3 separate regions of the Zea mays genome follow, and all the other regions are linked to region 3. A link is a contact called in public Hi-C data. All regions are on one chromosome and are shown on one strand. Each heading gives the region's core, a stretch centred on a gene start, on an enhancer-like site or on the middle of the called end of the contact. The rest is flanking DNA. Distances are from core to core; before and after follow the strand shown. Region 1 has its middle 54 kb from the start of LOC109944812. Region 2 has its middle 70 kb from the start of LOC109944812. Region 3 has its middle 16 kb from the start of LOC103650065.

Region 1 (3,842 bases), core at 383-2,882, 190 kb before region 3:
TGTGAAAAACTTATGTTTTAGAGTTGTGTGATACTTATGTTGATGAATCTTGGTATGAACATAGACATGTTTGTGAAAACCTTGTGAGATATGTTTTTTTGTGAAATATGTGGTCTCTATTATGTATGTGATATCTATGATGTATATGTGATATATATTTTGTTTGTTTGGATGGAATAGCAAAAACAAATAAAAAGAGGTGTATTGGTCGCTTTGCTGAGTGTAACACTCGACAAAGAGGTACTTTGCCGAGTGTCTGGGTCATAGCACTCGTCAAAGAAGGCATACCTGGGCACCGGTACAACATCTTTGCCGAGTGCGAAGACCACAACACTCAGCAAAGAAGCAACTTTTGCCGAGTTCCTTCTAATGCTCTCGGCAAAGGAACTGACAAAGGGGCCTGGTGGCGATCTCATTATCGAGTGCTAGTCCGGCGGACACTCGGCAAAGAGGAAAACTCTTTGCTGAGTGTTACCTAATACGCTCGGCAAAGGGATACTCTTTGCCGAGTGTCAGTATAGTGTACGCTCGGCAAAGGTTTTGTTGCCGTTATCGGTCGCCGTCACAGCGACTTTTCTTTGCCGAGTACAGAGTGACTTTGCCGAGTGTCCGATAAAAAGTACCCGGTAAAGAAGTCGTTGCCGATGTATAGTTCGCTGAGCTTCACACTCGGCAAAGTTTTCGCTGAGTGTTTTTTAGGCTTTAGACACTCGGCAAAGTTGTTTTCGGTAGTGTATCTATATATATCGATGCATATATATGCTTATAGACCTTACTGTTGTTACCGTATATTTATAGCTTTGCAAAGCCGTATCTATCAAGAGTAAACAATAGCATTATCTTCAATTTATTGCAGGTCGGCTGATATCCTAGTAAATATAAAATGATGTCTGATAAGACATTTTTTGAGCACGCTAGCTGTACTGACTTTCAATATCAACTCTTTATTACCGATATGGCTAGTCACACGGAAGAGGCTACTCACAATGCCTGTTGATAGACTAGTGGAGTGTAACAAAGATATGGATGGGAGACTTTACAAATAGGCTATGCATAGCCAACACATGCACGTGTCTTCGAAAGATTTCATTGGTTTTTTTGTTTGAGTGTCACGTCTATGTAATTTCTTTTCTGTGACTATTCGACAAAAGCTCTTTTGTTTTTTTAATCATGCTGACATAATTGATTATCTTAGAGCATCTCGAACAAACTACATAAATTTGAGTAAAAAAAAAGAAAGAAAAAAAAACTCGAACACACGAAATCTATTGGCGGCCTCCCAAACCCCCTTTCCCCCGCTATTTAATTTGAATAGTACTGGTGGTGGTCCACGTGTCCTTGTGAACAAACATTATATGCATTATGAAGGAAGGATTCACCTTGGTAAAACGTAGATTGTGATTCTTTTTCTCGGTTAATTATTTGTAGCAGAATTTGCTTTTCTGTGAACCATCTTGCTCCGTGTAGGAGGGAGGAAGTGGCGTGAATTATCTTTTTCGATGGAACTGTGGGTTACTACGTAAATTTTGGGCCGTAAAATGGGCCGGGAAAGAGACTGGCCGCAGAGCCGAGGCCGACAGACAGGGCCCAAGTGTATCTGTGTATGTGTCTCCAGCGGGCCGTATTCATTCTTGGGCAGATGCCGTGCTTTCCGTCCACTCCATCGAGCCTCGTCCCAACTATAGCGTCTACACGCTCCGACACCAGGAAGTCTCTCAGCGTCTGTCGGCCCAGCGTGCGCACGTCCGGCCCAGAATGGCTTTGTAACAAGTGAGCGCATGCGCGTGCGTTAAAAGGACAATTGCCGAGGCTGGCATGGCCTGGCATACTCCGGATCCTCTTCTCCAAATTCGATTCAGGGTATATTGACTTTATCTAAACATTTATTTGATTGTCTGTATATCTTGAACATGAGCTGCATGAGTGGATGCAAAATAAATTATTTTGAGGTCTTTTGGTTGTATCCACTCATACGCCAAAAATACTCGTTTTCGGTCAGTCTAGATCGGGCGAGCGTGGGTGCGCTCGTCCAGATAACCAATCAGCCCGAACACACAAACACCCCCCACCCATTTCTTCTCTATACAAAATAATCGATGCTGGATGGACTATACGGTCTGATTGGTTGATGTACTAGGCTAGCCTGAGCCGAGCCAGGATAAACAACACCGAGTTAAACTTATACAAGACACACTTGTTTGGTTGTTAATTTACATGAACTCATGCAGACTAATTATAGACTTTATTTGATTGCTTGTACTGAGTGTATTAGACAAGAGTCCATAAATAAATTTTCAAATATTATATAGTATAAATTTAAAAACATAAATATAAAATTAGTTTGGTGATTAAATCTCTTAATTAATAGTTATTAATGAAAAAACAAACCAAAATAGCATTTCATGTACCGGCGTGCCTGCATGCGGCTGGCATGTATGTGTTAAGTAACCCTAGTTAGGGTTATGTGGGCAAATAACTGTTTTGCCCTCTAGGGGTCTCACATCTTTATATAAGGAACCTGTACCCCCCTAATAATACAGAGAAGAGAAAGAGGACAGAGGCCCAACCCTATATCATGTGTCTCGTGTGTTACTCTGTCGTGCTTCTGAAAAGGGGGACGGGTTCTCTACAGCTTCTCGCGCCTCTACTGCTGACGGGAGGGAAGGGAGCGGATCTGGTGATCTGTGGTAACGTAGTTCTCAACACGTTATCAGCACGCTCTACCTCGACGTTGCTGCGGGATTGGATCTGTATCAACTCTCCGTCAATCCGGTAGGTCTCCGGCCTAGCCGAACTGTCGTACATAACAGGCTTCGATTCCTCTACACAATCGAATGGCATGTCCTTCTAATTACATTGGATCTGCTTGTTCGTTGGAGAAGAACCTGCAATTGCAGTGCTGGTATGCGATCCGTGATTAGAGCCGAGTGCATGCGGTAGTTGGGCGCAAGTGTTGTTGTTTTTCACGGATTAAAAAGTGAAATAAAAGTATGCATGCGATGGTTAGAGATTTTAATTAAGTGGCTTGGAACGAGTGGGCCTTAGCGGCTTAGCCGTATGCTCCCTTAGTTGTTGTGTGCATGACTACAGCCTGCATGCAATCTTATTATCTCGCCTGGTTAAATGCTATTACGTGTAGCTAAAAAGAAAAAAAAGAGCAGCAACTAATAAACGGTTAGCATCTCATGCAAATGGCTATTTAAGCATTTTTTCTACTTTAATTAATTATTTCTCGTAGTAAATAATTAGTAAAAAACACATACTTGAATATGGAAAAATGCCTTCACGGCACCTGATCCGCTTATGCTTACGCATTAATTATAATACTATTTTTCTGCTTTATTTCTCGTAGTAGATAATTAGCAGAAATTTTAAAAAAATGCATATGAAGGTTATGTTTTGTATTTTTGTATGGCTCTATATATTTATGATGTGTTGAGCTTTTGGACTCACGTTGAGCGATTAAATTGTATAGTGAGTACTCAGACATGTCGATCAGACTTTGTTGTTAATCGGTTGAGTTATGGCATTGGCGAGCATTGGTTGGGCCCTGGCAACACGACACGTTATTTGTGTCGTATGAACTTGGCTGCGTCATGTGATTGCTATGTCGCGCTCTCCATTAATCGGATCGCTCCCGTTGAGTCAGACCGCCATCGCCGAGTCGCGTATTTTTCGCATGCCCTGTAGGCACTGTCTGTCTGCCGTGATCATCGAGCCACAATTGCGCCTGTTGCGCACGTTGTGTGGACTTATCGTGTACCCCAATTACAGAGTCATAATTGTGTCTGTTGCGCTTATTACGAAGGCTTGTTGTGTTGTCGTAGCCCTGATGGCCGCAC
Region 2 (3,880 bases), core at 438-2,937, 180 kb before region 3:
AACCTGACCGCCTTATTAGTCATATCCACGAAATTTCCGTTAGCTTTTGCCGCCAGCCGACTGCTCTTGCGCTGGATTGGCTTGGGAACATTGTTTCTTGGTGGGCGACCAGCTCTTTTGTGCGTGGTAGCGTTGAGAGCAGTGGGTGATGCCGGTTGCCGTTTGCTGGAGCAATGGCTTTGAGGAGTGGTGTTTTGTTGAGGAGGCAGTTAGTTAAAACATTATTTTGTAGTGTACACTGTTTTCAGAGTGTTCGTAGAGTGGAATTTAAATATAAGTATGAGAATAAATAAGCTGCCGGAGACTGCATTCAGCCCTTGCTGAACTCGAGTGGGAATAATTAGCTTTTAACTTGTGACCATTCAGGTCCACGCACTCTCCCACAAGGATGACCTGTGAAGGATCCTGAGCCGGCAGGTCCGGCGGGAAACGAAGAAAGCACGGGTCCGAGACGACAAACTAATCCATGCACGAAAATGACACGCACGACGCTCACGCTATTAATCTAGCGTTCTCACACATACACCACTTTGATTGTTTTTTTGCTTGCTAATGAAGCTTGATGCATACTCTATGTGTGAGAGATCAAGGACAGGTGATGAGAACTCGCTCTAGTCAAGTGAGGTTCTGATGAGTTGTTCTTAATCGAAGCAATGCAAGTGTGCCATACGTCGTCTTCTAATTTCACTAACTAATAGTACTACAATGGAATACGTTGTTTGAGACAAACTATTTGCGAGGTGCCACATGTAGTGTAGCTGCATGTCTCATCGCACATGCTTGCAATAGGATGATTCAGGGGGCGTTTGCTAGAGCTCCCATAACTCTGCTTCTAGTGAGAATCACTTCTAAAAAGTTAAACGGATAAGAACTGAATTGCTTCATAGTGAGAGTGAAATGAATTTAGTCTTCATTTTATACTACAGATTAGAAGAAAAAAAAACATGCTTCTCGCTGCTCTCAACCTGCTTCCCACACTCCAATTCCTCAGGAATCACTTCACACACAATTTATCAGACGGTTTTCGTCAACTAGATTCACTTCTACTTGAGAGTTATTTAGAATCAGCTCTCGGAGCTAGAGAATTATAGAGAATAGCTCTACCAAACAAGTAAATCGATGCAGGTCAGCAGGGGAAGTTCTGGTGCTCGGTAAGTAACCGTCATGGTGTTGCTAGTCTTAGACCCTGTTTGTTTCAGATTATAATCTCTCCAGATTATATAATCCAGTGCAAATAATCCACTAGGTAAACAAAGATATAGGTTATAGGTTCAGATTATATAATCTAAACTCTAGATTATGATAATCTCATAATCTCCTCAAGACTAGCTTATTTGAGATTATTTTGGCAAAAGACCCACTACCCATGGGAATGTAAATAGAAATTACAATATATGCCATCCTTCTTTTCTCACCTTAAATAAACAATAAGGGTATTGTTGTCTTTGTGAATAATCTACATTTGTATAATCTAAACTACCAAACAACTACATATAGATTATAATATATCTAGATTATAATCTGGATTATATAATTTAGATTATAATACAGATTATATAATCTATAAGCTAAAACAAACATGCCCTTACTCCTTCAGTCAGATTATTAGGAATACATCTATTCCGTCCACAGTAGTGAAAGGAAGTACATTCAGCAGTGAATGGGACGCGTAGACAGTGCTGCCATGTGCCAATGCAACCACCAACAGCCTCTGATCGGATGATGTGCATCATGCATGCATGCATCAATCAATCAAAACGCCACCCGAATGGATTGAGACGAAAATGACAAGTATACTGGCGATTCACTTGGTTTAGGTTTCATTTAGAATAGTTAGCTGTTAAAATTAGTTTTAAAAGTTTAAAACACCTCTAGAGCTAATAGTTAGATGCTAATTTTTTTTCATTAATAATTATTATTAGTTTGTTAGCTATCTAGCTAATAATTTATTAGTTGGCTAACTATTAACTTTATTAGGGGTTTTAAACATGACGTTATTCAAAACGTTCGGCAGTAACGGTACTCTTGTTGCTGCTAAACTTTAATATGTGGACTTATAATCCTGAAAGCGTGGATGAGAGAATTATATGGTGACGACGCAAAGACCGGCCGGGAGACCTTAAAAATTTGTAGACTCACCTATATGTCGTATGTGCTGCCAGCTTTCATTTGTGGACTCTACTCCTGCTAGATAGATGCCAAATCTCTACTTCTTTACTATACTTAAAGTACCAATTTCAACGGTCGGTACGTGTCATTTTTTATAAAAAAAGTTCCTACATTTCTTCCAAATCAATTCAGTGTAAAATATTAAAAAGGGTGCAGAAGGTCGAGTTTGAACCCACGCCTTAATGGAAGAAGGGTGTGTGACACTAGGGCGAAACTATCTAACTAGTAAAACATTATGCTCAAGTATTTATAATATTGAATATAAATTGTACATATGTATATATAATTTTTTTTGTAATATAAAAAAATAATCGTGCTGGGCCAGGCAGCACTACGGACCGAGGCTACGACCCAAGCACCGGACGACGCTCGTGCCGAGTTGGTCCAGGCACTATTAAATAGGTCGTGCCTCGGGCCGACTCGCCAGACACGACCCATTTGGCCATCTATACCTCCACACGATAATGATGGTCATCACCTCAGTTGCCACCAGCTTGTTCGCCATTATACTTCTTTTCTCTCTCCCCTCATGGTTCCACCTTGGCGCCACCCCATTCTCGGCAGAGGGCGTAGGAGCAGGCGCCTCCTTCCCGTATTCGTCCGACACCAGCCCCGACACTGACTCGTGTAGTGGCTATTGCACGTCCACGAGGACATTTCACATCATGCGCGCATCATCGTTTTCGCCGTTGTCGGACGTCCCGTTCGTCTTCCCGGCCTTCGCTGTTCTTCCTCCCCAACCTGCTGCCCCCGCCCACGGTCGCAGCCGCGAGCCGGGAGCCGACCGACACTCGTCGATACGGGTACGGGGTGAGTCGATCACACTACGGGAGCTACAGTCATTTTCGGCGGCCAGGAACCGCCGAAAATAAGGCCTTTGCCGCCGAAAATAAGCTATTTTCGGTGGTCTTATGCTTATTTTCGGCGGTTTCAGACCGGCAGAAAAAATCAGCCAAAAATAAGCCTTTATTTTCGGCGGCCAGAGACCAGCCGCCGAAAATAGCTTATTTTCCGCGGCAGCCAGAACAACCACCGAAAATAAGGGTTGACTTTCGGTGGATGTCGTGTGGTCGCCGAAAACAACTTATTTTCGACAGCCCGGCCCCTAGACGCCGAAAATAATGGTCTGCCGAAAATAGTATTTTTTATTTTCGGCGGCCACTGAGGCCGCCGAAAATTACTAATTTCAGAGAAAATACAAAAATAACAGCAAATTCATCAACATAATCACAATAAAATAACAGAAACATTAAAACCACAATTGCACAATTCACAAATAGTCCACAATATAAAGTTGAAGTTCTTTACAACATCCGAGTGCACAAACAGTTCATAGAACATAAAGTTCACAAATGGTCCATTACAACGCACAATTCAGCACAAAGCTAACACCATCACATATCGGGGTCATTGGAGTTGTGACCACTCCCTCTAGAAGCGAAAAACTCGTTGACGAAGTCGTGTAACGGGTTTGGATTCTAAAGAAAAAAGAAGACATTAATAACGACAGTGTTTACATGCATGACCACTATTCAAATAAATTGTTTGTCAAACTAACCTCTCCTGGAGTAGCTCCCTCCCCTGCATAAGCTCCTCCTGGTCCTGGTATCACCGGTGGTGGCGTGTTGTGGCCCATGATCCCAGATCCCTACAAAATCAAGTTTAGTAAAGATTTGAAAGGTTGATACAAACGATAAGTCTTAACTAAATT
Region 3 (3,529 bases), core at 147-2,646:
GGGCTGAGAGCCTTTCTCTTCTGGCTCCTAGCTTCGCGTAGCATCCCTGATTAACATCCAGTGGCTGCAGTGCAGCCCCTGGCCCAGCTGTCTTCTTCGGCAGCATGACGAAGGTCGATGCTAGCCGAAGGTGGTCGGATGAGTTCACCGGAGGTGGGCGCCAATGTTTGTCCTTGTTCTCAGATGTTATACACCAAGAACAAAGCAACACAATTGTTATTGATTAGGGACCTTCGTCTTTCGAAGCATTATTTCCCTTAGGATATAATGATCTCTAGACGAAGGACATACCTTCGTCATTTTAGTGAGAGAAGACAGGAATAAAGGCGTACGAAACACAAAAAGAATATAAGCAATTATTCCAAATCATTAGATTATTCATCTCTTTATTTCATAAACATGGATAAGCATTAATAGTAATTATAGTACATTTGTACCTTCGGCTTGACAGAATGTAAAAGAGCGGAAGTGACGTAGGAATGGTTACAAGTCAGCGTGAACAGTACGGTGTTACTGTTCATCTATTTATAGGCACAGAACGTAGTCTAGGAAAAATTACATTCATGTCCCTGATATTTACTGTTAGCCAAAAGGCAAGCTGTCGAGGACCAAGCAGTCTTTTTCCCTTTAGGTCGGTTTCATCCTCCACCACCGTCCTTGTGCTAAACCGAAGCTTCTCCGGCCACAGCTTCGGAGCTGGTTCATCCTTCTTCCAAATCACGCCTTTTATACCATGCACACCTTTATTCCAAAACCGAAGCTTCCTGTGACAGTATACTATACTGGAAAATATGTTAGTTGTGTTTTTGAGGACCTTTGGAAGAGTAAGGCCCCCAAAATTAGATTTAGGGTATGTTTGATTCACTGTCTAACTTGTCACACTTTGCCTAATTTTTCTATCTAAGATTAGTTTTCAATTTAAACAATTAATCTTAGGCAAAGTGTGGTATAGTTAGCAACGAACCAACCATACCCTTAATCCCTTCAATCCCCACTAATCTAGGTGCAATGCAACCAACCGAACAAGGGCGGGACATCCTTTGGGGGAAGTTGGGAAAACGGCTACACACTATGGGGCGGCTAGTGGAAGAGCAGGTAAAGATAAGCAGCTTATCCTGATTGTTGGGTTTGGCTTGGGTGCGTGTGCGTGACTGGTCATCTGTTGCAAGCCCTGACGCCGCGAAGCATTTCCACGTTCAGCATCAGCATGTGCGGCGGCTGCTGCTTCGCCAGTGGCCTCTCTCGCATGCACGCACGCACGCACTGACGGACCACTTTTGCGCTCCGGCGTCCTTGTTTCCATCCCTTTGATGAAAGCGAAAAAGGGGGCGCCACTCACATGGATCCCGCCCACCATGGCACGCGGGCCCACCATGCTTTTCCGGACCCATTGTCATCGGCACCGAACCGCGTGTGCTGCCGTCCTGGCCTGTGCTATACTATATAATATATAGTATAGTCTATCTATAAAGAAGAACGCGTGCAATTGCCATGGTGCGCAAGGGATGATGCGATGCGATGCAGGTTGCAGGGTTAGGTCAGTTCCGGTCCGGACGGTGGTTCGCTTCGGAAAAGAGCGGTTTCCGGTGCATCCCCACTGTACGAAGCCGACGCGACGCGAGGGTCTCTATTTAAAATCGCACACACGCACGATTTCGCCGTTTTGCTCCTGCTCCAAATTAATCAAAAGGCGGCCTCCCTTTCTGTGTTGCCGCGCGCGCACGTTCGATTCAACTTGGAATTGTTATCGGTGGACGACTGGATGCGTGTTGTTGGACTCTTGATCGGTGCATGAGACTGCTCGTCGACGGTCGGTCACGTCACGTTGTATGTGCGCGGCGGCGCACAAGCCACGACGCCGCCCGCTGGCCGTCCCTGCACCCCTGAGTTGCCGCCGCTCATACGACGCGCGTCGTCACGTACCTAATGATCGCCGATCGCGTCAGCTTTAATTTAGTCCACTGCTCCTGGGGTCTCGTCAATCTCTGAAGAAAATGTATATAGAGAGATTTCGTGTGTGGACTGCACGAGCAGAACGTCATTGACCAAACTGGGGTATCAAGTAGGTGATGATTGGTTTAATTGGCGTCGGCATCAACATCGTTAACATTACACTACAAATATATCTTCTGCGCCACCGCCTTTAAAAAAATACCGAGGTGGGTATCGTCTGCGCACGGGGCTGGTCGCCCGCCCCGCTCTTTGGTTATTGCAGCACCTGCACGTCCGAAAACAAGACTGAAGAAATCCAAGAGAGACGGAGAGAATTGGAGCCGACCTCAAAACTGAACAAACAGTGCTAAACTAGAGGCACACAGATTCAAAAAATGAGCATGTGTGTCCGCAGTTGGACTTAAAAGTCAGGCGAGTTCAGGACTGACGTGAGTCTCGTAGGGACGTTTGAAGCGCCCGCGGTTCAACTTGTATCATATCATTATTAGCGGATTTATTTTTGTATTGACCTGTAGTCTATCAATTGTATATATATAGACATTTTGTAGGTCACGCGGGAAGAGATAATTCATTTTATTCTTTGTTCTATAAACTCTCCTCACCGATGCACGCACATGGTTTTTTACCGCTGCAATTTTTCACTTAATTATGTGCCTCATGTTTGATTTATATTCGTATTATTTGATAGCAAGTTGTATCAGAGCCAAACATAAGATTCAAAAAAAATCTATCGTTTTAATCGGCCTGCAAGTTCGACGCGCCATCGTTACTGTTTGGATCTACTATTTGGTGTCTTTGAGACCGAGACTATTTGCATGCCATCGTCGGTCGGTGGTGGCACCGATTCATTTGCAAAAGTGCCTGCCAAGAGGCAGAGTTGACTTCAGTCACTGATTTCTACTCGGTGATGTTTGATGCGTCTAAAAAACAGGATCGGAGAAAAGGTTGTTGCTGTGTATTGTCATTGTGCGCAGAAACCGTAAGGCCCATGTTGTTGCATTCACCGGCAACCATCAATTGCATCCCCGATCAAGGAAGCAAATAAGGTGCCGTTTGGTTCACATATTGGTAACGTAATTGTCGGGGACCGTAATTAGGGGTAGCCTCAACACTCCTAAACACGGCTGGAAAACCTCTTCAGAACAAATCGTAAAGACTGATAAGCACGGTTCAAGTCAAGGCCTCGACTACCAAGGGACGCGATCTCATCCGAGCCCAGCCTCGGGCAAGAACAGTAGTTCTGGACGGATTCACGCCTCGCCCGAGGGCCTCCTCAGGCAGTGGGCGCACCCTCGGCTCGTCCAAAGTCCAGCTCGGGCAAGCTTTGTCGTGCAGCGACCTCGCCCAAATCGCCTCACCAACCGACCGTATCGCATGCACATTTAATGCGGGGATCGCCTGACACCTTATCCTGACACACGCGCCTCAGTCGGCAAGGTCGAAGTGACCGCAGTCACTTCGCCCCTTTACTAATCGTTCTGACAGGAAAACAACACTGTTCACCCCGTTCCGACTACTGTGCCAACCACCAGGGTAAAACTGAGTCACGCCCTCCCCCGAGCTCAGCCTCGGGCGC

What was found. A called contact is a pair of places that touch in the nucleus more often than the background predicts.
Region 1: a Hi-C map of leaf shows a contact between it and region 3, with 3 times the contacts expected there. The contact joins two enhancer-like sites. A contact is called at or near these places in 2 of 25 Hi-C or Micro-C datasets (leaf and tassel).
Region 2: a Hi-C map of tassel shows a contact between it and region 3, with 2.7 times the contacts expected there. The contact joins two enhancer-like sites. A contact is called at or near these places in 2 of 25 Hi-C or Micro-C datasets (leaf and tassel).

What each region holds. Positions count from the first base shown.
Region 1 is chr3:50,731,546-50,735,387 of Zm-B73-REFERENCE-NAM-5.0, reverse strand. No RefSeq gene overlaps it. Among protein-coding and RNA genes, the nearest start is that of LOC109944812, 54 kb to the left of the region's middle. Within about 2 kb of position 1,632, at least 17 of the 20 cell types and tissues checked have an H3K27ac peak or open chromatin away from gene starts, as enhancers often do. A contact at or near this core is called in leaf and tassel, where this site is marked.
Region 2 is chr3:50,714,833-50,718,712 of Zm-B73-REFERENCE-NAM-5.0, reverse strand. No RefSeq gene overlaps it. Among protein-coding and RNA genes, the nearest start is that of LOC109944812, 70 kb to the left of the region's middle. Within about 2 kb of position 1,687, at least 6 of the 20 cell types and tissues checked have an H3K27ac peak or open chromatin away from gene starts, as enhancers often do. A contact at or near this core is called in tassel, where this site is marked.
Region 3 is chr3:50,539,523-50,543,051 of Zm-B73-REFERENCE-NAM-5.0, reverse strand. No RefSeq gene overlaps it. Among protein-coding and RNA genes, the nearest start is that of LOC103650065, 16 kb to the right of the region's middle. Within about 2 kb of position 1,396, at least 19 of the 20 cell types and tissues checked have an H3K27ac peak or open chromatin away from gene starts, as enhancers often do. A contact at or near this core is called in leaf and tassel, where this site is marked.